Regions from separate parts of the Mus musculus genome. Here region 2 is linked to region 1. A link is a contact called in public Hi-C data. All regions are on one chromosome and are shown on one strand. The core of a region is the stretch at or near the end of the contact, and the rest is flanking DNA. Distances in the headings are between cores, read along the strand shown. Region 1 has its middle 23 kb from the start of Gm14461. Region 2 has its middle 33 kb from the start of Gm39865.

Region 1 (5,545 bases), core at 903-3,402:
GTCCAAAAAAAAAATAAAGCAGAAGAGAAGACTATTCTAAAGTAGACAAATAAAAGAGGGAATATTACACATATGAATATATTTGTCTATGGATGTACAACCATTAAAATGCTTCAAGGATATAATTAGATCTGTCTACTGATATAAAGAGAATATTAAGAAGATATTCTTGTGTTTTATAAAAATAAATTCTTATTTGCATGGATGTGTGTATTTGAACATATTTATCAAGGCAAAGATAAAGACCTAGTGTGACAAAGAATGCCAGCAGCCAATATTCTGGCCCCTGGGACATGGGAATAGGTGTCTCGAGGTAAGCAGAGCAAGCAAGGTTGACCTCCAGTCTGTTAGCACTTATTTTTCCTTCGAAGCACTTCTCAGTATTAATTTGTTATAAGTACATATTACTATTGTAATTTCAACATCAATAAGAAACAGGAAATATAACATAATGAAGGAAGAGACTAAACTGCTATTACTCTCTAAGGTCAATGCCTTGTAAGTGAGCAGAAAATAAATGGAGTCAGAAAAAGAATTTGTGGTCAGAATTGTAGAAGGGGGTACATTGTAAACATACATTTAAATCTAAGGCAAATATCTTTTGTAATATCAGAAAGGATGGGTTTTAAATGACCCCCTTTAAAATTATTGTGGGAACTGATTTAAAGGAATATTTCATTAACCCATTCCATATTTTCTGAGTTAGAAATCTTAAAACTCAATCAGGAACCTACACTTTTATAAAGCCCTCTCTCTAAACATATAGTTTTTCTTCTGCAAAATAAAATAAAAGACTGAGCGACAAAGCTTTAGAACAGTGCTCCCAGGTGTTGACAAATCTCAAGAATCAACCACCTTAAAAATAAATAAAAAATAAAAAAATAAATAAACCAATATGATGCAGCAAGTTTATAAAATAGAGCCTTAGGCAGATTCAGCCAATTCTTCTTTTAAACAATTGACAGAGGCAAGAAGCAGGAGCATCCCTTCCCCCCCCCCAACATGATCATAATTTTACAACACTATTAATAGTGTTTATGCAACAGGAAAGGAAAAGTGAGAACGCAGGTTGTTTTGGTGAGATGTTTATGCTAATATTTTCTCACACTTAAATATTTTTCTCTTTCCAAACAAGCTACTTTATTATAATTAATATTTTCCTCCAAGCACATCTTTTTGGCATTTTTATTCATCAAAGATCATCAGATTACATAAGCCAGATATTTAGATCCTTGGCATAAACTCTTAAAGTGGAGAGAACCCTTCACAGTTTTTTCTTAGCAACCAAGTAGGAGACACTGACTCCCATAGAACCTATGTGAGCAGACTGAAATTTCAGAGAACTTAAATGTCTATGATTAGCAACCCTCATAGACCAGTGACATGTCTCCAACATGGTGATGGAGCACACATGTCTGCAGTCTGATTTTCATCTTCAGTAAGTGTGTCCTTAGAAGACACTTCACTGCTTCTCAGTGTTCTTGTCATTACAGGAGGAGAATGGACTGGACGATCTGTCCTGATGAATTTAACATTTTTCTGGGAGCTTTCAAATGACCAGGGGAGGTAGTTTTGCAGCAAAAAGAGTGTTTTGTGGAAACTTGCTTGGGTCTAATAATGTAGACTGATGTATCGTGGGTTCGCATTTGCAGGGTCTTTTGTGACATTTATCCCAACTGGAGGAATTCATGGTTTTACAAGCTAAAAATATAAGCAGGATAGAGAGAAAAGAAAGAGAGAAAGAAAGAAAGAAAGAAAGAAAGAAAGAAAGAAAGAAAGAAAGAAAGAAAGAAAGAAAGAAAGAAAGAGGGGGGAGGGAAGGAGAGAGAGAGAGAGAAAGAGAGAAAGGGAGAGAGAGGGGGAGGGAGAGAGGGAGGGAGAGAGAGAGAAAGGGAGGGAGGGAGAGAGAGAGAAATGGAGAGAGGCATGAAATAGATGAGAATGTGGAGCAAAAACAAACAAAAAAGGCTGTTTTGTAATGTGCAATGGGGTTTCTAAAAAGAGCCCCAAAGTCTTCATTAAAGTCTATAAAATTCATAAAATTCTCACTGCTAGTAGGAAAAAAAAAAAAACCCTGAGAAGGCTCAGCTCTGCACATGAATGACAAGGCAGCATTCTCAAATGTAGCAGCAGACAGAATGAGGGGCTTGACGAGGTTGACTGCCAAGAATTTGCTGCAATTACGGGAAGCATGCCGGCCTTGAGTTGGGAGCCTTAGACTAAGTTTGTAACAACTCTCAGGAGACGAGGGAGCTCATGATGACATCTCTCGTGTCTGAGCATGCTAAAGATCAAATACGAACATGGCATTGGGAACCCGAGAATTTACATGCGGATGAAGAAGGAATAATAGCTTCCCTGTCAAATGAAGGCTTCCACATCAGTAGAAAAATAGGAACGTGTGGAATAGAACATCACCATACCTTTAAGATGTGACCAGAACTGAGAACGTGAACACAAAGCAGCTGCAACCTAAAGCAACACGCTGAGAGTGTGATGCGTGTAAAGCAGACGGTCAGGACCATCAGCTGACAAAACTGGGTAATTTAGACAGACACCATTTGTGGAGCAATGACACAAAAACTACTTTATTACTGACCTTTAACATATTTACCTGTCTGTGGATACTGTGTATGTATGGACTTACTATAGGCATTCTATTGAACTCCCTAAAGGAATTTAAAGACAAACAGTAACATTTTTTTTTTCAAAAACTCACTAACTGAGGGAAAGCCTTGGAAATCAGCAAGTTTAAAAGAATGAACAGCAACAACGACAAAAATGTTTTCAATTGACCAAAACACAGATTCAGTAGCTGGAGCATCTTTGGTTCTATTTTAAGCATGACGTCAACACCCAGTAAGTCGCACACAGAAAACAATATCTAGAATGCTTTGGAGAGCAGAAAGAGTGCTTTGAATGCAGTAATCAGTAAAACCTGGACAGAATGGAACCGGTAGTCTGTTGGTTTCGAAGCATGAACTTCAACACGGAGGCAAAGAGGTGAGGGTGTGCTTTGGCCCGTGGGAGGAATATAGAGATGATTAAAGGAAAAATAAGAAAATATCAGAAGCCTGCTGTGCCGGATCTACCTGTGAGACAGGACAGATTGCCTCACACCTAAGTGTCTATTTTTAGATTATAGACTGAAAATTAATAATATCTACCCTACTTTCTTCACAGGTGCATTAGAGAAAGTAATATCATGTATCTAGAAGTAATGAAATCGCTTAAAATTTCACACAAATATAACTTCATTTTCTACTGTTATTTTGGGCTACTAACCTCCATTTTTTAAGATGGATAATCTTTTGATGTACCAAGGCAGATTTTGTTGCAGTTTATTTTAGATGGCATAAAACGAAGCTCTAAATGTGTCTGTAGACATTAACTTGCATTTCACAGAATTAGCTTGGCCCTTGGAGCTTGCTTTCCTCTGCATCCTGTTAGAGCCATTTTCACTGGCGCTTACACCTGCTGATTCCTGACCTCCATGCTGCCTTCAAGCTAAAGTGGGTAAAGAAAGCCAGAGAAGACTCACAAGATTTAGTGGACGAAATCCTTAAAAAGTGTTAGCGTTGATGTGGACACAGCCGTGTCAAGAACTAAAATGCTTCAAATGCATGTGAAAACTCAAAGCCTTCCGTGTAGGGGTCAGGCTCAGGATGTTCAAGTCTTCTGGTCTAAATGCCAGTGCTTTCTGAATGATTGAACAATGCACGCAAAAAGCAGAAACTGCAGCTTCCTCTTCCCTGATGGTTCCAACTTAAGACTGCTGTCTGGGTGTTTCTTGCAGAGACTAGCTAACCCATGCTCCTGTGCTGTAGATAACAAATGTGCAGATTCCTGGCTGATGCTGTAGTATTTGCTGCCACTCCATCAGAATGCACACCACCCACCTGCCCCCAGTCCTTCCTTTGGTCCACGTGTCTGCTCTTTTCTTGGTGTCACTCTCCTTTCTTCATTTCCTCATGGTTTGTCACTAGTCAGGTTTCTAGACCCCAGCTGCATAGGACCCAATACGAGTTGCTCATTTGTGCTTACTTGATACCACTTGGTGAAAACTTAGACACAAAACAAACAAGCTCATTCATGTCTGCTTCAAAACTCCTACTTTGAGTGTCTGAATTTAGTTTCAGCTTAGAAGTACCCAAAGGAATTGTGTTGTTGCTTGGTAGTGCCAGGGACCAAACACTGGACCTTGTACACACTAGAATACCACTGTGCCTAAAGTACACCTGCCATCCCAAGCCAACAGGTCTTAAGCATTTGCCTAAGTAAACATAGGGAGTGAAATGTATCAGATACTTGATTGAGTGCTGAGGACTATTGATCCCTCGTGTGAGACTAGAAGTGATTTTTGATATTTGTCAATATACATGTGACTTCATGGAGTGTCAAAATAATCTCAATAGGAATTACCTAATTTTTGATGTGCCTCATCTTCATTTGGTGGGGGGAGGTTGAGACAGGGTTTCTCTGTGTAGGGTATGCTTAATCTTAAGATTGACTGGAAGTATAAGTTTAAACTAAACAAAAAGGAGAAAAAGAAATCGTTATAAATGAAAAGCAAAGGCAGGAAAGCTAGAGCAAACAAAAACAAACAAGCAAACAAACAAACACCACCACTAAATGAAATGATGTCAGAAAACCATGTTTTGCAGTTCTACATCTCTGCTAACAAGTAGCCAGAATTTGATCTGTGCATATTTTATAGCATCCTACAGAAAGAAGCAAATGCAATCCGTTCTACAAATTATAACCTTAAAAATAGTACATCCTCATGTATTCAACAAATATTTGTTGGGTATGTGAAAGGTGAAAGTGTAATTTTAAGACCTACCCATGCAGTGGTGAACAAGACAGACAATATTCCTGTCATGTGTGAGAGGAGAAAGATAATGCACAAACATATACTCGCTCACCAGGAAAAAGATGATAGAGGGTAGTTGGTATCATATACAGAAACTGAATTTGACAGAGTAATTATGTGCAATCAGTAGAGTGAGGCATGTCTTTAGAAGGCAACTTCTGAACAAAGACATGAATGAGGTGGATTTCATTCTCAGTTTGAGAGGCAGATTCTGAAGAGTTGAGTCTGAGCCAAATACTGAAAATATCTTTTAACATTCATGTAGGGAACAGATGATGGGCAGGCAAAAGAAAAGGGAAAACGAGACAGAGATTACTCTAAAAGAATGTTTCTTGTGTAAGTGTTTAGCTCTAGACTAAAACTAGGAATGCTAGTGATGATATGAAAGAAGAGGTGGGGAGGAGGAGGAAGAGGAGGAGGAGGAAGAAGAAGAGGAAGGAAGGAAGGAAGGAAGGAAGGAAGGAAGGAAGGAAGGAAGGAAGGAAAGATGAGGGGAGGGGAGGGAAGGGGAGGGGAGGGGAGGGGAGGGGAGGGGAGGGGAGGGGAGAGGAGAGGAGAGGAGAGGAGAGGAGAGGAGAGGAGAGGAGAGGAGAGGAGAGGAGAGGAGAGGAGAGGAGAGGAGAGGAGAGGAGAGGAGAGGAAGAAGGAGGACAGGAGAGAAGGAGGGGGAAG
Region 2 (5,545 bases), core at 1,329-3,828, 500 kb before region 1:
TGTTGAAGGTTGTTCGATGCACACTTCATTTCTACTCCTTCCTCTCAACCATGTTCCCGCCAGAAAGCCAAAGCCTTCTGAAATAGTCGTGAGCTGCAGGTTACCTGCCCTTATCCTCAGACTCCCTCACTCTTTTATTTCTATCTGTGGTTCTCTCCTTTCTTCATCCCCTTCCCCATCAATACCTCAATATCTGAACTCCTTCCTGCACACACTTCCCACTCCCCACTTCCTTGAATCTACAGTGAAATGCAACTTTAAGTCTACTTCTATGCCCACTTTTGTTCTCCCTCCTGTACTTCTAAGCATGGCTGGAGTAAATGAACAGAAACCAATACACTTCAATATGACATTACGAACCGCCCTTGGCTAGCTGTCCCTGGTGTTCTGCATGGCAAGTGTTCTCCTGATCTCTTGTTGATTCTAGTGTCATGGGGCTTCCACTGTGCTTATATTCTCCTCCCATATTGGACATGACTGTCTCACCCTTCTCTCCCTAAGGACAATTCATAGAGGAGTTAACTGGAACTCTCCTTACATCTCTCCCACTTGTGAATATTTCTCCATGTCTTTCTCTTTGCTGTCTCCTTCCATTCCTAGAGCTATTCTTCCTTTGGCCTAAAGTCCTTCTGGCCCCTGTGTGCTGTGGCCTGTCTTCCCTTGCTTCTTTATGTCTAGTACTTCCACAAGTCACTTGTCATCTGCTCTTTTGCTCAGTCCAGCTTCTCCCCAGAAAGGTCTCTTGAAAGTCAGTCTTGTATATCCCCTTGCCTCCTACTGCCTCGTACATTTCATAGCTTGCATATCTCAAAGTGAACTCACCACCACAGCATTCTCTGCTCTTTCAAAATCAGACTCTTGTGTGTCTTCTTTGAGTAAACACAGCCACGGCTCACTCTGGCTAGGTCTGAAGCTTTACTGTCCTTGGAATTGCAACTTCTCGCTTTGATACAGTCCTGCTTGTAATTCTTGCTTTGTTTCCAGAGCTATTGAATTTTATCCAAAAATTTTTGTCTGTGTCCAGATTATTGTAGTGTTTCTTGCATGTTTTCTTCTAGCAGTGGCTTGCTCCTGATTTCTGAGTACCTTAGGAGTAGAGGCTCCCGTCTTCTACTTATGATTATGTTCTGTCTACCTCACTTTCTGTGACTTAGCTGTATTGAATTATTGGTTTCATTAAGCAAGTTTCTCACTTTCTTGTTGACCTTCAGCAGATGATGAAATGATTTTTATCCATGTCTAGAATGTTCTTCATTCTCACCTTGACCTCGTATGAGTCTATTTCAATTACAACATCTGTTCTGAGTAGTTCCTAACAATCCACGTCTGGACAGATGCCTCTCTGTTGTCCATCCATGGAACAGGGCAATTTTCTCAGCTTCAGCCCATCAGAGTGCCTTGTCAGCATGATTGACTGTTTGTTGCATTAACTACAGATGATTGGAGGGCAGGCCTTGTGTTTACCTTTGAACTTTCAGTGTATGGCACACTGTGTAGCATTTATCAAGGGAGCCACAAATATTTGTTGAGCTAATGAATTAGTGACTATCTGGAAGTGCCATGCTGAGAAAAGGCAGCCATCTGTTTTGCTCAGCAACTGATAATCTCTGCCAGAACAGCTTCATTAAGGTTGAACAGGTTAGAAATGAGTGGAGAATAAAGAGGCAGAGGAAAGGTTAGATTTATCTGTTGAGAAAATTAAATATTTAACAATTTAATTCACAAAAGCAATAATACAGAACATAAGGAGTGTCCCTTAGAGAGACATGGTTCTCATAGAAACTTTAAGAGTTTGGTGGGGGTTGGGGTGAGTATTAAAGAAATACCGTATTTCTGGCTAAGTAGCAAAACTGTAAGATGTAATTATTTTTTAAATTATAGTTTTAATAAAAGTTAACATAAATACTCCACTGAATGTTTAATTAATAATTTTACTATAAAAATGTTTCACGCTTGTGAGGAAATAGGTAAAAAGGTCCTTCTATCTCTTTGCTATTTATGTATATATACATGAATTATACATGAATATATATTTATAAATATATGCATATATCCTTGCTTTACACATATGGACCCTTTTTTATACACTTTTCAGCAACTATTTTGTTTAACCTAGAAGGGCAATTCCTACCTCACTCTGTATCAATACATATGTAAGTACCTTAACCTTTTTTACTTTTTTTTTTTTTAATTTGGTCAATATAGGTTTCTCTTTGTAGCCCTGGATGTCCTAGAACTCACTTTACAGACCAGGCTAGCCTTGAACTCACAGATCTGCCTAATTCTGCCTCCTGAGTGCTGCAATTAGGTGTGTACCACCATATCCAGCCTGCACCCCCACAACTTGCTCGGCCTTAAACATTTAAAATGTAATATCTACCATACAGGAGCTAGGGACTGGGTCAGTTCGTAAGTACCTGCTAAAAATGGCAAAAAGATCTCAATTGGGATCCCCAGATTTAAGTAAAATCTTGGACATGAAGATGCACACCTGTGATTTTATTGCAGAGGAGGGGGAGAGAGAAGGATCCCCAGAGCTGCCTAGCTTTTCCAGCTCATGCACTGAATGTAGATGCCAACCTCCCTTGCGTCCCTTTCTATTCATAATCCCTAAGTCATTACTGTGATTTCTTTTGGCATCAATTACTGTTACTCATTTTTTAATTTTATGTAAATTTAATCATGCAGTGCTTTTCTGTGCTTGGTCTCTGGAACTCAACATTTATCTATGTCATTTACTAGTCTGGATTTCTTTTCCATTGCAATGCTACATTATTACATGAATGTAAAACAATTTGTGCTTTTTGCTTTTAGGAGATACATGAGTTGCATCTGAGTGAGAATATCATAAACATAGCTGCTGGGAGCATTCTTATGCATTCCTTTTTGAAAATATAGTCACATATTTCTGTTTGCTATTTACACAGAAGCAGAATTGCTGGGTAGCAAGAGAATTCACATATTTAATTTTAGTGGATATCGTCACAGAGGTTTTCATCAGAGTTATAGAAATTCATGCATCCGTGTCAGTATGTGTAATATATGTATTTAAAGATACATCATATTTTTATATAAGAGATAATAAAATTTATTTAATACTGGTTATTTTCCAGATTTTACTGGTTTTATTATAAGTAATTAGCAAACATTTTGAACCTTATATTTGTATCTTTATGTAAATATACCTATAATCACATTATTAAAACATAATAAAGGGGCTTGAGAGATGACTCAGCAGTTAAGAGCGCTGACTGGTCTTCCAAAGGACCCAGGCTCAAATCCCAGTGCCCACATGGCAGTTCACAATTGTCTGTAATTTCAGTTCCAGGGTATTTGACACCCTCACGCAGACATACATGGAGACAGAACACCAATGTAAATTAAAAAATAAAACGAAAATGAAATAGAATTCTAAAATTTACTTGAAAAATTATTTTCCCCAAAGAGACAATAGCATTTTTGAAAGATCAGTACAATGAAAGATGTCACAATTATTAAATTGTATTCCCTAGAGAGAAAGAACATATACATATAGGAATAGGACCTACTTTGTTTCAAACAGAACAACTGAAATTAAATGACTATTTAAAGCAGAGGGAACTCTGTATAGATAATGAATGGGTTGCCCTGTTGAGAGGAGTCTGAGAAATCACCAGATAGCTGCAGTGCCTTTGGGCTGTAGTCATAAAGAGAGAAGTGGAGTCCTAGACCCAAAGGCTCAGATGTCTAAAGAGGGAAGATCATGGTCAGCCTGTACGTGTGAGAGAGAGCCTGGAGCAGCACAGCGCTCGTCCAACACAGCAGAGGGGTAGCAAAGCTTTGCCTCCACTCCTTCTCTCCTGGTGCCTCCTGTTGCAAGTGCTGGAAAGCTATCAGACAGAAACAGCCTGGCCGGGACAGGAATAGAGAGCTACAGGGCGGGGGCGGGGCAGGGGTGTGCGAGTAGAGAGTAAGATAAAGATGACATCCCAACTAGAGGAGACAGAAGGGCTTCATAAACCCTTAGTGACCATTATTATTAAAACATGATGTTAAACTGACATTTACTTCACACTGCATTCCAGGAAAAACACACACACAATGGAGATATAATGAAATGCAAATTGAAGCATATCTGAAGAACAAAATCATGTGAAAAAATTGGAAGAAGTACTTACAATGCATAAAGGCAACAAAATGAATCTAAAAGAAATGTTGACATTCTAAATTGAAAAGAACTGTATGTACAATAGCACCTGAATTAAAGGACTCTTAAAAGTGAAACAATGATTTGTAAAGACTAGTGCCTTTGATAGGGATGCATGATCATCATAAATGGTTAATAAAGCAGCATAAAAAAGACATGTGAAGAAATGCAACTTCCCAGTCATCAAAATAATTCAGATTTAAGTCCTGATATTTGTACACTGAACTGACAAATACTATGAAGTACTGTTTTACCACTATAGTTTAGGTATTAAACCATGTCACTACAGCAATAAATATGGTGCCACATGGGCATAAAATGGTTTTTGAGAAAAATCAGTGCTGAATATAATACTACAAGAGTGAAAATGAAAACATCAGCATTGAAGCTATGTTAAAAATTAATTACAAAGCCAAGTAACAAGGCACTCAAATAAATGGCATAACGTTCTAAGAATAATGTGCTAATATGGTAGGAGGTTGGCCATAATGATTTCATTGACTCTAATATTAAACCAAATTTTATTTAAGTGCACATGTTCTTATATTTTCACATGCTATGCAGGGAGCCTCTGTAATCACAACAAACAATTATGTATGCAGGTGAAGGGATGTATTGGGGTAGGGGGCACAGAGCTCTAGATCAAGTGCTCATAAGGACATGTACATATTGCCAAGTAAAATGGAGAAGAGCTAGCAAAGAAGAAACAATTGAAGATCAAAGGGATTAAAAATGGTTGGAGAAAGAAATCTTCGAGATGGGTAATCACTCGAGATGTGGACAAAGCCAGGGCAGGGTAGGCGAGTACGACAGGAAGAATTCAAGAAAGCAAATGTGAAAAACAAATCTTGAAACTGTTCTAGCTTCAGGATCCTGGTTTTCAGTTCATCTCATTTTCACCCCAGGATTTTAAGCAGCTCCGATGTTTGAGAAGCAGGGTTGGATGGTCGTTAACAGAGAACATTGAAAGGCTGTGGCTGTGGATAAAGGGAGGAGAAAAAGAGAGTTGCTAAGGAGAGCTAAGGTTAGGTTGTTGTCTTTTAAGGCCTTTTGGAGGCCAGATGACTTATCTGTGATAACAGTCTAGTTCCCTATGGTTGTGCAATAAGAATGCCTACTTTTAGGAACAAACGCACTGATGGCTATGGAGGTGGGGTACTTTTGATCATTCACCACATGCGCATTAACTGTGCAAAAAGTTAGGAACTCCAAAGTTTGGAGAAGCTGAAGTTTGTGCTGAAAACTCGGCTGGGCAGGAAAGAAGTAAGTCCTGGGATATACACACATATATATAAAGGATATACAAAAAGGGGGTAGGGCCCTGGAAGTAAATAATATGCTATGATAGAGAAGTGGAAA

What was found. A called contact is a pair of places that touch in the nucleus more often than the background predicts.
Region 2: a contact with region 1 is called in a Hi-C map of cortical neurons, with 1.8 times the contacts expected there. The contact joins two enhancer-like sites. A contact is called at or near these places in 2 of 484 Hi-C or Micro-C datasets (cerebral cortex and cortical neurons).

The regions. Positions count from the first base shown.
Region 1 is chr2:78,211,303-78,216,847 of GRCm38.p6, reverse strand. No RefSeq gene overlaps it. Among named protein-coding and RNA genes, the nearest start is that of Gm14461, 23 kb to the left of the region's middle. Within about 2 kb of position 2,152, at least 3 of the 459 cell types and tissues checked have an H3K27ac peak or open chromatin away from gene starts, as enhancers often do. A contact at or near this core is called in cortical neurons, where this site is marked.
Region 2 is chr2:78,714,699-78,720,243 of GRCm38.p6, reverse strand. No RefSeq gene overlaps it. Among named protein-coding and RNA genes, the nearest start is that of Gm39865, 33 kb to the left of the region's middle. Within about 2 kb of position 2,578, at least 14 of the 459 cell types and tissues checked have an H3K27ac peak or open chromatin away from gene starts, as enhancers often do. A contact at or near this core is called in cortical neurons, where this site is marked.